Regions from separate parts of the Bactrocera dorsalis genome. Here region 2 is linked to region 1. The links are chromatin contacts, called in public Hi-C maps. All regions are on one chromosome and are shown on one strand. Each heading gives the region's core, a stretch centred on a gene start, on an enhancer-like site or on the middle of the called end of the contact. The rest is flanking DNA. Distances are from core to core; before and after follow the strand shown.

What was found. A called contact is a pair of places that touch in the nucleus more often than the background predicts.
Region 2: a Hi-C map of whole body shows a contact between it and region 1, with 2.3 times the contacts expected there. The contact joins the enhancer-like site here to the promoter of LOC105232123 in region 1. A contact is called at or near these places in 2 of 2 Hi-C or Micro-C datasets (both in whole body).

Annotation. Positions count from the first base shown.
Region 1 is chr4:6,099,059-6,106,042 of ASM2337382v1, reverse strand. It overlaps LOC105232123, which reads right to left and starts at 4,258. Exons shown (of 10, transcript XM_049454466.1): 1 at 4,052-4,258. It overlaps LOC109579954 (a long non-coding RNA gene), which reads left to right. Exons shown (of 4, transcript XR_002184042.3): 3 at 2,158-2,302. It overlaps LOC105232120 (endoribonuclease CG2145), which reads right to left. Exons shown (of 5, transcript XM_011213728.4): 2 at 6,902-6,984; 3 at 6,637-6,833; 4 at 6,333-6,565; 5 at 5,924-6,272. The coding sequence ends at 6,039.
Region 2 is chr4:6,143,865-6,150,848 of ASM2337382v1, reverse strand. All of the region lies in intron 2 of LOC105232123, which reads right to left. All of the region lies in intron 2 of LOC109579954 (a long non-coding RNA gene), which reads left to right. Among protein-coding and RNA genes, the nearest start is that of LOC105232123, 46 kb to the right of the region's middle. Within about 2 kb of position 3,073, the one cell type or tissue checked has open chromatin away from gene starts, as enhancers often do.

The DNA of each region.
Region 1 (6,984 bases), core at 3,009-5,508:
AAGTTATAGAAATATATTTTAAACTGAAATCGCTAAAAAAAATATTTAAAAAAAGATTTTTTTCTCAACACAATTAATATTGAGAAAAAAAATTGTTAAAAATAATTTAATAAAAAAAAATCTTCAAGAGCGGAAAATGAATAACAAAAAATTATAAAAATATGTGTTAAACTGAAACCACTAAAAAAATATTAAAAATGTTAAAAAAATACTTTTTTTAACCCTATAAATATTTAAAATGCTATGAAAAATATATAAAAATAGTTCAAAAATATTTTTAAAACTATGTATGTAATAATTAATATCAGCAAATATAAATAAATAATGAAATGTGTGGTAATTAAAAAAAAAATACTTGATTGGATATTGTTTTTTATTCCTTAAGAAATAAATAAGTAAAAAAATAGTTTAAAAGTATTTGGAAAATTTTGCAAGCAAACAATAGTATTCTATTATATGTATGCATATAATTGCACAGTTTAGAATATACTTTACACAGTTACATATAGTATATACTATATTTAGATAGCAACTACATAGTACATATGTATGTATGCCCTTTTTCTATAAAACCCTATTTTAGTGTTTCAAAACTTAGGAAAAAAGCACTAATTATTTCATTAACATACAATTCTAGCTTCTTTACCACATTTTTCTGCATATTTCCCGGTGTATATGTGTGTGTTTATGTGACTTCCAAATATTTTTAACGTCTTTGCATAACGCTTTAAAGGCAGTTTTTAATACAATGCTACCATAAATGGCTGATCACCTAATGCTTAGTTGCTGAATGCCGCAATTGGCGTTCAAATATGCTGGCATACATACATAAGTACATAAAAACATATAAACATATATACATACATACATTTATATATACATTCATACATATATACCTAGAGTATATGGTATATATATTTATATACGACTTATAACTTACATACCATATTTACTAAAACATAAGACAGTTTTATGTTTGCTTTTATATACATCAAGTCGTTTTTATTGCTTTTTAAATCGCAACCTACGCAAATTAGGCGCCAAGTAAAATTTTAAAAATAAATAAAAAATATTTGAAGATATTTTAAGGCATCTGCTGCTTGCTCATATGATTGTAAAGCTATCGGTAGCGACCTAATGGGCGATATATCGAAGCTCCTGTAAGTCAGCTAATTATAGTTCGACTTTTTTTTGGCATTGAATGTTAATTAAAAAAAAAAGTTTTAGTGCTTTTTTGGTTTTGTTTAATTTAATTTTTTATTAAATAAAAGAAATATCGATGTATACTTTTTGATTTAAAATATAGCTTTATAAGTTTAACAAAAGTAATTTATTTGCTATTATAATGTTTTTAGTTTGACTTATTTTTTTATATTGTAAAACCTTAAAAAAGTATTTAAAACAAATGACATTTTTTATATTTGGCTTTTGAATATGTTTAAGTTTATTATTATCATTTTATTTAGTTTAAAACAGTTTCTATACATAATTTCAGTTTCAACTCCATTTTATATAAAACATTATTTAATAATTAAAAAAAATCGTAAAGAAAATTTCTTAAAAATTAAATAAAAAAATAATAATTAAAAAAAATAATAATTAAAAAAAATAATAATCCAAAAAAAAATATTAAAAAAATACAAAAAATAATATAAAAAAAAAAATTAAAAAAAAAAATAAAAAAAAAAATAAAAAAAAAAAATATTAAAAAAAAATTTGTTAAAATAGGAATTCGATTTTTTTTTTGAAATATTTTTTTTTTGTAATTTTTTTTTTTGTTAAATTTTTTTTGTAATAATTTTTTTTTAATTATAATTTTTTTAACTTAGCTTCCATTTATTAAAAGTTGTTGTTTCTTTAGATATAAGCTCATATATCGCTCTCATGCTCTGTGTAGCTTTATAATTTGTAACTTCCCTTGAATTTCATTTAATATCATCTCATTGTTTTACATTATCATTCTTGCTTATGTATGTATGTATGTGTGATTAATTTTTTTACTATAATTTGTTTTTTTTTTTGTTTTTTTACTATAAATCTTTATTTCAGTTGCTCATTACTCATTTATCATTTTAACTTACTCAAACAATGAACGATCAAGTTCGGTACCTGCATACTAAGTTATTTTCTACATATATTTTTTTTATTATCTTTTAGGTTTGCTCATAGTGAAAAAGTGAACTGTTTGCCGGCATAAATGTAGGAGCGTCGAGGCAAACCACTTGAACAACAATTGAAATACGATGAGTGCTTGCTTACATTTACATTTACGTCATACATACATACATATTGGAATATACAGGTGAGTAGATACATATATATGAATGTATTTTTTACATTTTATTAGATATACATAAGTGCTTTTGTATATACTATGGTATATGTATCTGTTTATAGATATACATTTATATAGCTAAGAGCTTCCAGTGCGTGTGCCACCAGTAGTCGGCGCTTTATATGCGAAGCTTCTTCGAAATCTGCTTAATTCTCTTCATAACGATCGCAATTGCGAACACTTGAGTAAACAAGTGCCGGCTTGCTTTGAAAGTAAACAAAAGCGTAAAGAAGTTTTTTGGCATACATATGTACATACAAAACTATATGTATATTATGACAAAAAAGTACCGGGAATTGTAATTTAATTTCCCCGGGTAAATGATATTTCACAAAATAAATATTGATGAATAATTAAATATTTTGCGTTTTATTTAAAATTTTCTTTTCTTTACAATTTCCGGGTACTTTTTTGTGACAATGTATATTTTTTACTTATATTTTTTTCGGATTTTGATAATGTTTTAAGTTTTTTTTTATTTTAATAATATATTGGGTAGTCGAAAAAGTCGTTTCGTATTTTGTCCATAAATGTTGTTGCAGTTGCATATCTTCAGTGCATATATTGTGTCATACCATATAGTATTGGAAAGGTGACATTTTAAGCTTTATTTAACTTTATTTGAGACTAAATTTTTTTTTTTTTAGATTTAAAATATTTTTACATTATTTTTCTATTTAAATTTTCAGTTTTTCATTTTTTTTAATTTTTTTTTTATAATTTTTTTTTTTATATTTTTTTTTTTAATTTTTTTATATAATTTTATTGTTTATGCATTTTATGCAATTAGCTAAGCTTATTTTAACGTATAAATTCTCATATAACAATTACATACACATACAGTGAAATCCCTCATAACCGGACACCTACCGTAGCAGCGTTTTTGCCCGCATATGGGAGCTGCCCACATATAAAGTTGATAATTCATTCATCATTATTCGTGAAATTTGTCCGGTTATGGGAGGTGTGCGTATGTAACGACTATCCGTATTGAGGAATTTCACTGTACATATAGTATTTTTGCATTTATTATTTTTGTTGTTTTTGTTATAATTATATGCTTTTTAAGCCAATTTTTTTATATTTTATCTTTTTTAAAAAATTATAGTTTATTTCATACATTTGTATGGATGTAGGAAAAATAATATAATTAAAAAGTTAGTATTTTTTTATTTTTTAATTTTTTTTTATGATTTATCCATTTTTTTTATAAAAATGGTACCCATTACCCATAATCCATCAATTTTTCTTGTGCTTTACCAAATTAATTCCAATTCATGCTGCAATCAACCACTGACAGTCGCACAACTGCATTCCTCTCTCTTCTCATACTACCCACACATCTTGTGCTTACACACGCACACTCACACAAATTGACTGCTGCAGCGCTGCTTTTACGCTGCCAGTTGGACAGCTGAAATGCACAAAGCAGCAAAAACAACAAACGCACCACACTTTTATAAACTATTTGTTATTATTATTGTTGTAGGAAACTTACACTATTTTCGCTGCTGCTTACACAGTTTTTACTATCACTAAAAGCATTCTCACATGATTTACTTTCATATAATAAAAATCGTTCGATTTCGTTAGAATAACTGCGTCGAGAGCTGCGACGCCAACGTTCTGTCGCACAAGCGTACGCTGCTGCTGCTTTTCGTCCACAGCCTTTGCCACACAAACTAGTTATTTGTTTTCCGAAAGCAAAAAACTTACACTTTGTTGCAAACACTGCTTTATTTAATGCTATTTTTCTGATATTTATCAACAAATATTTTTTATATTTGTCTGCAATATGCTTATTAGTAATGATTATTCTTCTTTTTCGCTGGCGCACTACGCTACGCGCTCACGCTCGTTTTACGTTCGTACACGACGGCGACCGCTTCGAAACTCTTTTGCTCAGCCAGCGATTGCCTGCATTTTTCCCACATTTGTATATCCCGACAGCATTTGCCGATAGTTTTCACTACTATTTGCGTACACAAACACAGGCACACGCATACATGTAGATTTGTATGTGCCCACCGCTGGCCGGGCACAACAGCAACACTGGAAAACTGGTTCCGCGTTTTTGTTTACACTGTGCGTGCGAACGAGATGGGCATTGTTCGATACAGCCAATGCGGCGAATATGCCTGGCAGCGAAAATGCAAAGCAGCGAGTATCGAATACTTTGTTTACTAGTTGCTTTGCCAGCTGTCATTTGCTGTTCGTTTATTTCCGGCAAGTCAGCTGTTTTGGCAAATTATTGTCGTTTTTAAGTTCAGTGTTAAGGTTGTAAAGTATTTATAGTTTTTGAAATGTGTCGGCTTCCACAAGAAAATATGTTTTCGTAAGTGTGAAGTGCTGTTATTTCAACGGCTTTGAAATCTCCATAAACTGCGTTAGCGCGCTTAGAAGCCAGTGCTGCTTTCTCAACACTTTACCACAAAAAGTGGTGACAGCTTTCCGCCGGAAATATAGTTAGTATGTCACATGCTCCGAAAGTGATGTCTATGAAAACCTGAAGCTCTAATATTAGGCTCCTTCTGTGTAGTATCGTTCATTACCATCCTTGTTAGATATGGTTCTATATATTACTGGCAGAGCATGCATGAACCGTGGAAGCACATCCAACAGGCATAACCAGCAAAGTCTTCATTCTCTGCTTGAAAAGCTCACAGACTTACTTTAAAGCTAGAAAGCTCCCGTGTTCAGGAAATAGAAGCTTTTAGAGCGAGACCGTGTGCTTGGTAATTGCGCTAAAAAAGCTTGAGTGTCTGTATATGCTGGCCACAAGCAAAGAAAAGACTGTTCTCGCGACTTTATAAACTTGGAAAGCCTTCAGCTCGGTCAATAGTTTTCGATTTAAGAGCTTGCGATATAAATTTGAGGCCCAGTTTCCTTATAAAATCAAGAATCGTGCTAGTTTTTGGAGAGTTCCCTGTTAGAATACGTGGATCTCAGAGCCTTGTTTCTGTATCTACAGATTGCTACACACTCTAGAGCAGATGTCCCAGAGTTTCACTCAATATCAACCTCCATATTATATATAGCTGCCTCTTCTGCCTGCAATGGCCGTTGTCTATTAAGACGAGGAGTCTAAATTTGTCTTTAGGAAGGTTTATTATTTGTTTGAACCACTTGAGGTTGTACCGTCCCAAAAGCAGTTTTGGCAATGTCTTTCTTCCTTTTCTCTTTCCGAAATTATTCTTTTTTTGTATGTGGACGCCACAGCACAGAAAGTTTCCGCCCCCATCGGGTTGGTAGCCACTCCAGAGCGAGCAAGTTCATCTACCTTCGTGTCCAGAACTCCAAATGAGACCGAATCAGTTACTGGTAGGCTTGCTAGCCTTAACCAATAGTGATTTCATCTCGTAGGTATCAGCCAAAGAACGTCTATCATGATATCTATGATAGACGTTCTCTGTATCAGCCTTCCATTAAAAATTGCAAATTTTAGTTCGTACTGTACATACTACGGGAAAATCTCTAGCAAAGACACACTCCTATTGAGCAATTCCACACACCGCTGCGAAAAATTGGCTACATTTTCCTTTTTCTCTTTGCTAATTGTATATGAGAAAAATGCAGCTACAACAAATCTTTAAAAAATATATATTTTTTTGGTTTATTTGTTTCTTCTAATTAAACTACACTTTAAATCTCATTTTCGTACAAATGTAAGGTTATAAATCTCATTAGACTCTCACGAACGTCCTTATATTTCGGGGAAGGCGCTGCCAATCAGATGCTTGCCGCGATAACGCCAAGTGTAGGTGACAATGCCGAAACGCTGGTTGCCTAGTGACACAGGACACGTGCGATCAGGGCGCAGCTGGAAGCATACCGTGTAGAGAGCCAGTTCCAATTCGGGTGAGGTGCCAGCAAAGACACCATTAACCGGTTTATTGACACCTTTATGACTGAAGCGTACTTTCAGGACCTTAGCTTTCTGTGGATTGAAAGGAAAAATAAATAAATATATGTCAAATTCGTTTTCGTTCGCACTCACATTGCCCAAATCGATTTGATGCAGATAACCCTTATAGTCGAGACGGCCTGCTTTCTCCTCGTCTGCGAAATACACCCAGTTGTGTAGACCAATCAGCGTGCCATTCTTTACTTCGTGCACGAAGACATGTTCAAAGCCCGAACTGCCGATGCGTCCTTGCCCACGTGAGTACTGTGTAAACCAGAGCTCTTTAACGAGATCGCGGTGGGTTTTAGGATCGGGTGTTACAATGCCTGCAAGTAAGCAGAACGTTAAGATAATGTGTGATATATGGTAAATAGGCGGCTTAGATTTTTTGACTTACCTTTGTTCTGCAAGAAGAGCATGGCCTGTCGCATGACCTGTGTGCCCATTACTGCATCGACGAACTCATTCTCTTCACGACGCTCATTGACGGTCACATGTTCATTGGCCAGAGTATCCTCTTCGTAGTTATCGAAAAGTGCACGCATTTTAGCGACGGTCGGTGAATCATAGGTGCGAGGTTCGACTTCGAAGAGACTGAAAAGAGAGAAGTTGGTGACTTGTAGTTAACTGTGAAAAGTTCGCTTGTATCGTAGACTACTTACGGTTTCGGCGCCTCGTCCGTGCTATCAATTGACCTTGTCTTGCCCTGTGGATTGACATGCACCAAATTTAACAAACTCTGCTC
Region 2 (6,984 bases), core at 1,824-4,323, 46 kb before region 1:
ATTAAATAAAAAAAAAAACATTTTTTGAAAGTAATTTAAAAATTTTTTTTTTAACTTAAAAATTTTGACGTTTCAATTTTTTTATTTTCTTTGTCAAAACTCCGCTCAGATAGCTTTCCAAACATTTTTTTTATTATTTCCCTCTATATTTCGTCCTCTTCAACACATAACGGTGCACTGCTTTGACATATTATTTACAAAGAATCACTGAGAATGCAAGAAAAAGAGCGAAAAAAAGGCAACACTACCTGCAGTTGCAAAACATTGTGTAGAAAACCCGAAGGTGTGTTGCAAGCAGCAAGCAACTGTAATTGAAACCGTAGCGCTTGTTAGCGTTTAAATATCAAATTAACGAAGATTAAGTAAAAATTGGCATAATAAAAAAGTAGAACGCTAACAGTGCACGTTAAAAGTAAGCGAGTTGTGCAAAACAAATATATGTAAAGTGGTAGATTGCAGCTGCTGGTGACAGCAGCAGTCATGATATTTTAGACGACCAAGAGCTAGTGATGCTCCAGCAAATGCAGCGAAGCTGGAGTTACGCGAAAAAATGTGCGGACTGGCATGCAAGCATCCAACTAAATAGTTATTAAAGTCTACAGGTATGCGATTAAAAGTATGCACTTCACGCTCGCCACAAATAAATACAACAAAAACGCCAATGCGACGCGCAACAAAGTCAGCTTTTAGCGCTTGCTATAGAATAAAATGCATAAAAAAGGCAAAAAGAAAAAAATCTGCTTGCCGCAAAAACTTGTCAATGCTATTAACAAGCAATCACGATAAAAGGAGTTGCCAAACCGGTTATATTTTTCATTAACTTTGATGACTAATTGACAGCTCTGGCACGTCGCTGAGGATCTGCCACAGTAGTGGCGCCGCGAAATAGTAAATTCCTATCAGCTTTTAGTGCGGGCATAAAGTGAGTGCATAATTTTCGCAAAAAGAAGTGATAGGAAAATATTTTGCTTTTTATAATTACTGTCGCGCTGTCGCAGGAAGACATGAGAATACAACCGTGAGTTTAATAGTTTTACGAGCTCGCCGATAGGTGAAGTGGCTATCGTCTATCTAACTATTTCCAATAAGCAAGCGAGAGGGTAGGTAAAATTCAAAATAAATATATGAAGCGAAACTTTCGAAAAAACTAGAAAAATTGTGCAGCGTTGCCATATGGAAAAAAAATAAATAAAATGAAAAACAATTAAAAAAATGTAAAAAAATTAAAATAAAAAAAAATTTAAAAAAAATTAAAAAAAAAGTTTAAAAAAATTAAAAAAAAAATTAAAAAAATTAAAAAAAATTAAAAAAAAAAAAATAAAAAAAAAAATTAAAAAGAGCATATATCTTCAAAAATATGAAAAAAGTTCGAAAAGTACATAATTTGTTTTCCGAACTATGTAATTCACTAAAACTGTAAAAGGCTAGGACAGTCTAGTGAAGTAAAATCGGTAGCTAGCTAAGAGTATCGCTTTTACATACGGCCTCAATTAGCGCTAACTGCACCATTCGTAAGACCTCATATGTATATTGCTATCTCATTTCATTGTTGTTGTATTGTCTTTTTGTAGACAGAAATTCTAAGTTTGGTACCTGATGGGTTCCAAAAGTTCTACATCGTTATTGTAATAGATCTGGGCACTCGCAGAGGAACTGTAGAATCTTTTCCTTACTCCCATTGAGTACGGGCAGCAACTTTGCTAGTTATTGAATTTTTTCAAAATATTTCAAGTTTTTTGTAAAAGCAAAGTCTTAAGTATGAAAAATATACAAATTTTAATAACCCCAAAAACGCGTTAGTGGGTGTTAACAGTTATAAATTATAACTTTAGGTCATAAAAATAGTTATGGGGTGGGGTCATGAATTATTTCTTTTATGAGCATGTACGCTAAGCGTGTCAACCTCTGCTACCCACACGTGCCTCAAATTTATTGTTTTATTTTTCAAAATTTCAAATCGGTCACTGGAAAAATTTATTGCGGCAGTAATATTGAAATTGGGCATAAATATTTAAAGAAATTGACGGCACATAAGCAGCCAGAATGCAATAAAAGTCGGTAATAATATAAAATAATGAAGAATATAGGAAAATATGCTAAAGCAGTGAAAGCACAGTTATTTCTTTTTTATTTTTACTATTTAAAATTCTTTTTTGGGTAATTTTGTGTTTTATTTTTGTTTTTTTTTAATATAATTTATTATTTTTTAATTTTTTTAAATTTTTTTTAATACAATTTTTTATTTTTTTTTAATATAATTTTTTATTTTTTTTTAATTTTTTTTTTTATTTTTTTAAATATAATTTTTTATTTTTTTATTTGTTTTTAATTTTTTTTAATATAATTTTCGGTAATAATATAATTTTCGGATAAGAATGAAGTAAATATGAAAAATATGCCGGAAAGCAGTTAATTTAAATTTTTTTTTATTTAATTTTTATTTTTTTTTAATTTTTTTTTTTATTTTTTTTTATATTTTTTTTATTTTTTTTTATTTATTTTTTATTTTTTTTTATTTTTTTTTTATTTTTATTTTTTTTATTTTCTTTGTTTAATTTTTTGTTTAATTTTTTGAAATATAATTTTTTATTTTATTATATTTTTTTTTATTGTTTTTTTTTTGTTTAATTTTCCAACGTCCATCGGTAATTCTTACGCTCCTTTTATTTATTCACGCACATAAATATTAAATATGCTTGTGCTCACCTTTAACCCACCACTGACGCACATTATACACGCACACACACATGTATGCATGGCACACACAAGACATAAATGCCCAACAAATCTACACAACTTCCTTTTCAACTATTTCCGTATGCAGCAAATCTTTGACGCTGCCACACCTGGCACGCACGTGACCTCAAAGTGTAAGGAAAACAAGCGGAAGAATTAAATATAGCAGCCGGCAGCAGGCAGCAGAGTGGGGAAAAGTCAAGCGTACAATAAAATCTATGCTAAAAATATATGTGGACACAAATAGGAAAGTGTGGATGGCAAATGTGTAGGTAGCGCATAGCGCGTACACTGTAGAGTGCAGCTGGCGCAAGCATAGCGTTGCCAACTGCATGCAAATGCCATACACACATACATACATTGTTGCTGGCAGTCAAGGTAGGCAGGCAGTGTGTTGAAATTTGTACGGAAATTTCTTCATGCGCATTTTCTTAGCTGCTAGCCGCGTCCGGCTTCTTATTGCATGCCATATATACTGCTAATACAAACATACTTACATACATATAAATATATATTATGTTTGTAAGCCCATATTTGCCACTATAAATACGAATATATGCAAATCACGTGACAATTGTACTTTAATACTAAATTCAAATTGAGTTTCAATTACACGTAAATTCGCTTTTCTTATGGCCTCACCGCTCGCCCGACGCCTTACACTTCACTGCACTTCTAAATAGTTACATAAATGCATGGACATTCGGTAGGGTTTCCTTTTTGTGTCGCACGTACGGGCTTTTTGCTCATAAAGGCGTGTTCATAAAAAAATCACTAATTTATGCATTGAAATGTGCAATGGAGCGGAAGTAATTTTCCGCATTTTTCTTTGTAAATTTAACCAAGGACTCAAAGTGTGCGATTGTTGGTGTTTTATATGCACAATTTCTTCAAAAAGTAAGAGATACTTAAGCGAAAATTTGTCTAAAAATCCATAAAGCTATATATTTTATTATAATTGTAGAAGAAAGTAGACCTTCAGTAGTGTAAACGAAGCATTATGCTGTTTTCATATCAAATTAAGGCGAGTTCACAGCGTTGACTTTGATAAAAGTCTATTTATTCAAGCCAAGAAGTGTCAGAAGTTTGAGCTAATTATTTTTCCTTTTCTTATTTTTATTTTTTTTTAATTTGTCCATTTTATTTTTTGTATTTAACGCCAATTAACCATATCCCAGCTTAAAGATAAATAAAAATATTATTAGGATTAACTCAAGTAGTTTCCCTACAAAAAATGCAACCATGAATTTTAAATCTTCACAGCATCATTGCATTATCCAGCCTATTGCAGTGCAGCAACTTCCGCAGAATTCGCACAACCTACGCACGAAGTGCAGCAGGAAGTGAGCGCCTTTAGTCAAATAAGATTCGATTTTGCCGCACATTTGCCGACGTTGTCTTGATTAATGAAATTACTCTTTTTTTTTATTTTTTTATTATTTGTTGGTTGTTATTTGTTATTGTGTCTTGGCCTGTGGGCAGTATAAGCGTAGCTGCCTCAACCAGTAACACATTTTTAAGCAAATAAGCAGACGGCGAAGTGGCGAACCAGTGTTGCCCACGCGTATTGAAATGTGAAGCCAAAAAATAAGTAAAAACTCTGGCCGAAAATTCAGCAAATTTAGACATGACAGCAAAAGTTGAGCGCCACTAGCAATTTTAATTTTAAATGCAAATTTTATTGGGTTAAAAACCATATATGGCGGGATAAAATTTTGCAAATTTTCTTGCTTATATTTTTTGCGATTGTCATCGGGTAAAGATTTAAAATTTTAAATACTATATTTAAGCTGAAATCACTTGAAGTATATACTTGCTAAATTTGGAAATTGTGACACCACAAGTCTACGCTAAAAGTATCGCTAAATAATAATAAAACTTGGTTAATAACTTGGCAAATATTAGACAGCGTTGGACTTAAAAAATCAGCTTTGCTACCATTTTTGTAAATTAAAACTTGATACTTAATGAGCTAACACAAAGAACAGGCGGCTCATTTTAAGCTGAAGAAAGGCTTTCTCTTTTCTGACACATTTTAAGTTAATACTAATAAGCCAAATGCTATGAAATAACTTTTGAACTTGTGGAACACCACTTCTTTGATACGAAGTATTAATATTTTTGATTTTTTTCATACTTGTTAGGCATAAAGTAACCTTATAAGATTGGTTAAGTCTTAAAAAGTGTTCGACTTATTGAAGACGATTTGACTGGAAGTAATTTGACATTAAAATAGATGTCAGAATCGGTAGTTGAATAGCTTTGTTGGAAGCAAAAATCAAAATCGGAAGTTTTTTTTATTAGAAGGAAACACCTTTTTAGTTTAGACTCATTTTAAGTCAGCTTTATTGAGTAAAACTAGCTAAAAGCGAAAAAGAGGTTTTGAACTTGTGGAACACCATTTATTAAATAAAGAATATAAATTTTCTTGACTATTTTGAATAGTTTGTGATCGTATCTTACTTTTATCAAGTCGTTAAAGTCTTAAAAACCTTGAACTCTTGGAAACTTCAGTGGTAATTTTTGTTTTTTGTTTTTTACTGAATTGTAGTAATTTGCTATTATTCCTGGATTATCTTAGAATTTTTGCCTTTTATTGATGTGAAGTAATTTGGTATTATTTTTGACGTTACATCGTTGTTAGAAGCTATAACCTGAACCTTAGCCTTTTTTTTCAGAGGCAAGTTAGGTCAGAAGTATTGAATATTAAGCTTAAAGAAGTCTTGAACTTTTTGTAAAATTAAGAATATGAATTTTCTTGCCTATTTTAAATATTTTATGGCCTATATGACCTTCAATAGATTGATTAAGCCGTTAAAAATCATGAACTTGTGGAACACCATATATTAAATACTGACCTTTGATTAATTTACTGAATTGAAGTAATTTGATATTATTCCCGACGTTATATCGAGAGTTGAAAAACGCTGTCAGAAGCAAATACCTAAATCTGAAGCTTACTTTAAGTAAAAAAAAGTATTTTCTTACTGTGGACTCAGCTTTTATTAGCAGTATTAGATTAAATGTGGTGAAAACAAGTTGTGAACTTGTGGAACACCACTTATAAAATGAAGGTCATTTATTTTTGACCTATTTATGTAGTCAGATATTAACTTTAGCAGATAGATCAAGTCATAAAAAGTATTGAACTTGTGGAACACCACTTATTTAATACTTTAAATTTTAAATTTTTCGTATTGAAATAATTTGTTATTATTTTTGACGTGAAATCGAGCGCTGAAAAACTCTTTTATATTATCTTATGACGTTTTTGGTCTTGATTATTCAATAAAAATATTCTAAATTAAATAGGAGCATCTACTTAGTCACATGGGTTCCATTTATGTATATTTTACGCCGATTAAGGCTTCATTGCTCGCTTTAATTACTGCAACTATGCAAAAATCTCTCAATATTTAAAGGAGATATAATATTTATCCCAGTTGATTTCACAAATTGTAATGCAACTAAAAGCACTGTAGTGACACGCCAACAACAACTATAAAATTGTCATATTTATGCATAGTCAACGAGGTATTTGTGTGTGTTTCTTAGTTTTTGGGCATTTCCGCCCATGGCGCATCTGCTCAATACTAATCTGTTAGTTTTATTATTGGGATTTTAGTTTATATGCTTGTTATTGTTGTTGTCATATGCTTGTTATCACTGCTTATTTTATACCATTCACTGTATTTATTATTGCTACACATTTGCAGGCATTGTTATTGTTATTGCAGACAATACACGCATATATGCATACAATGTTGCATGCAACACGGGCCAACCAACAAGTCAGGCCAAGTCAAGTCAAGCCCTCTAAGCCGGCATAGTGCAGAAAATTTGTTGTTGTTTTTGTTGTTGCTGCTTTTGCATGAGACACAGGCGGCATAGGCGATAGCATATGGCGAAATGTTTATTGTTTCTAACGAAAAGTGTATGTATGTATGCATGTGTATAGCAGTAGATGCGCCAGTGCGACGCCATGCAGCAGTGGCAATAACAAAAGAGTGGACTGGAAGTGTAGCATGAGTCAGAGTGCCAATGATATGCGCTTGTGTGTGCTTATGGGTGTATATGAGAGTCTATATATATTTATGCCTTAATATATGCTTACGTATATATATGTATGTTTAAGAGCTAGGTAGCAGCGACTGACGCAGTCAAAGTAAGGCACACACATTCACATACAGCAATACGCATGGGCAGACATACAATGCCGGCAATTAAAATTATGTTTTCATAAACGAA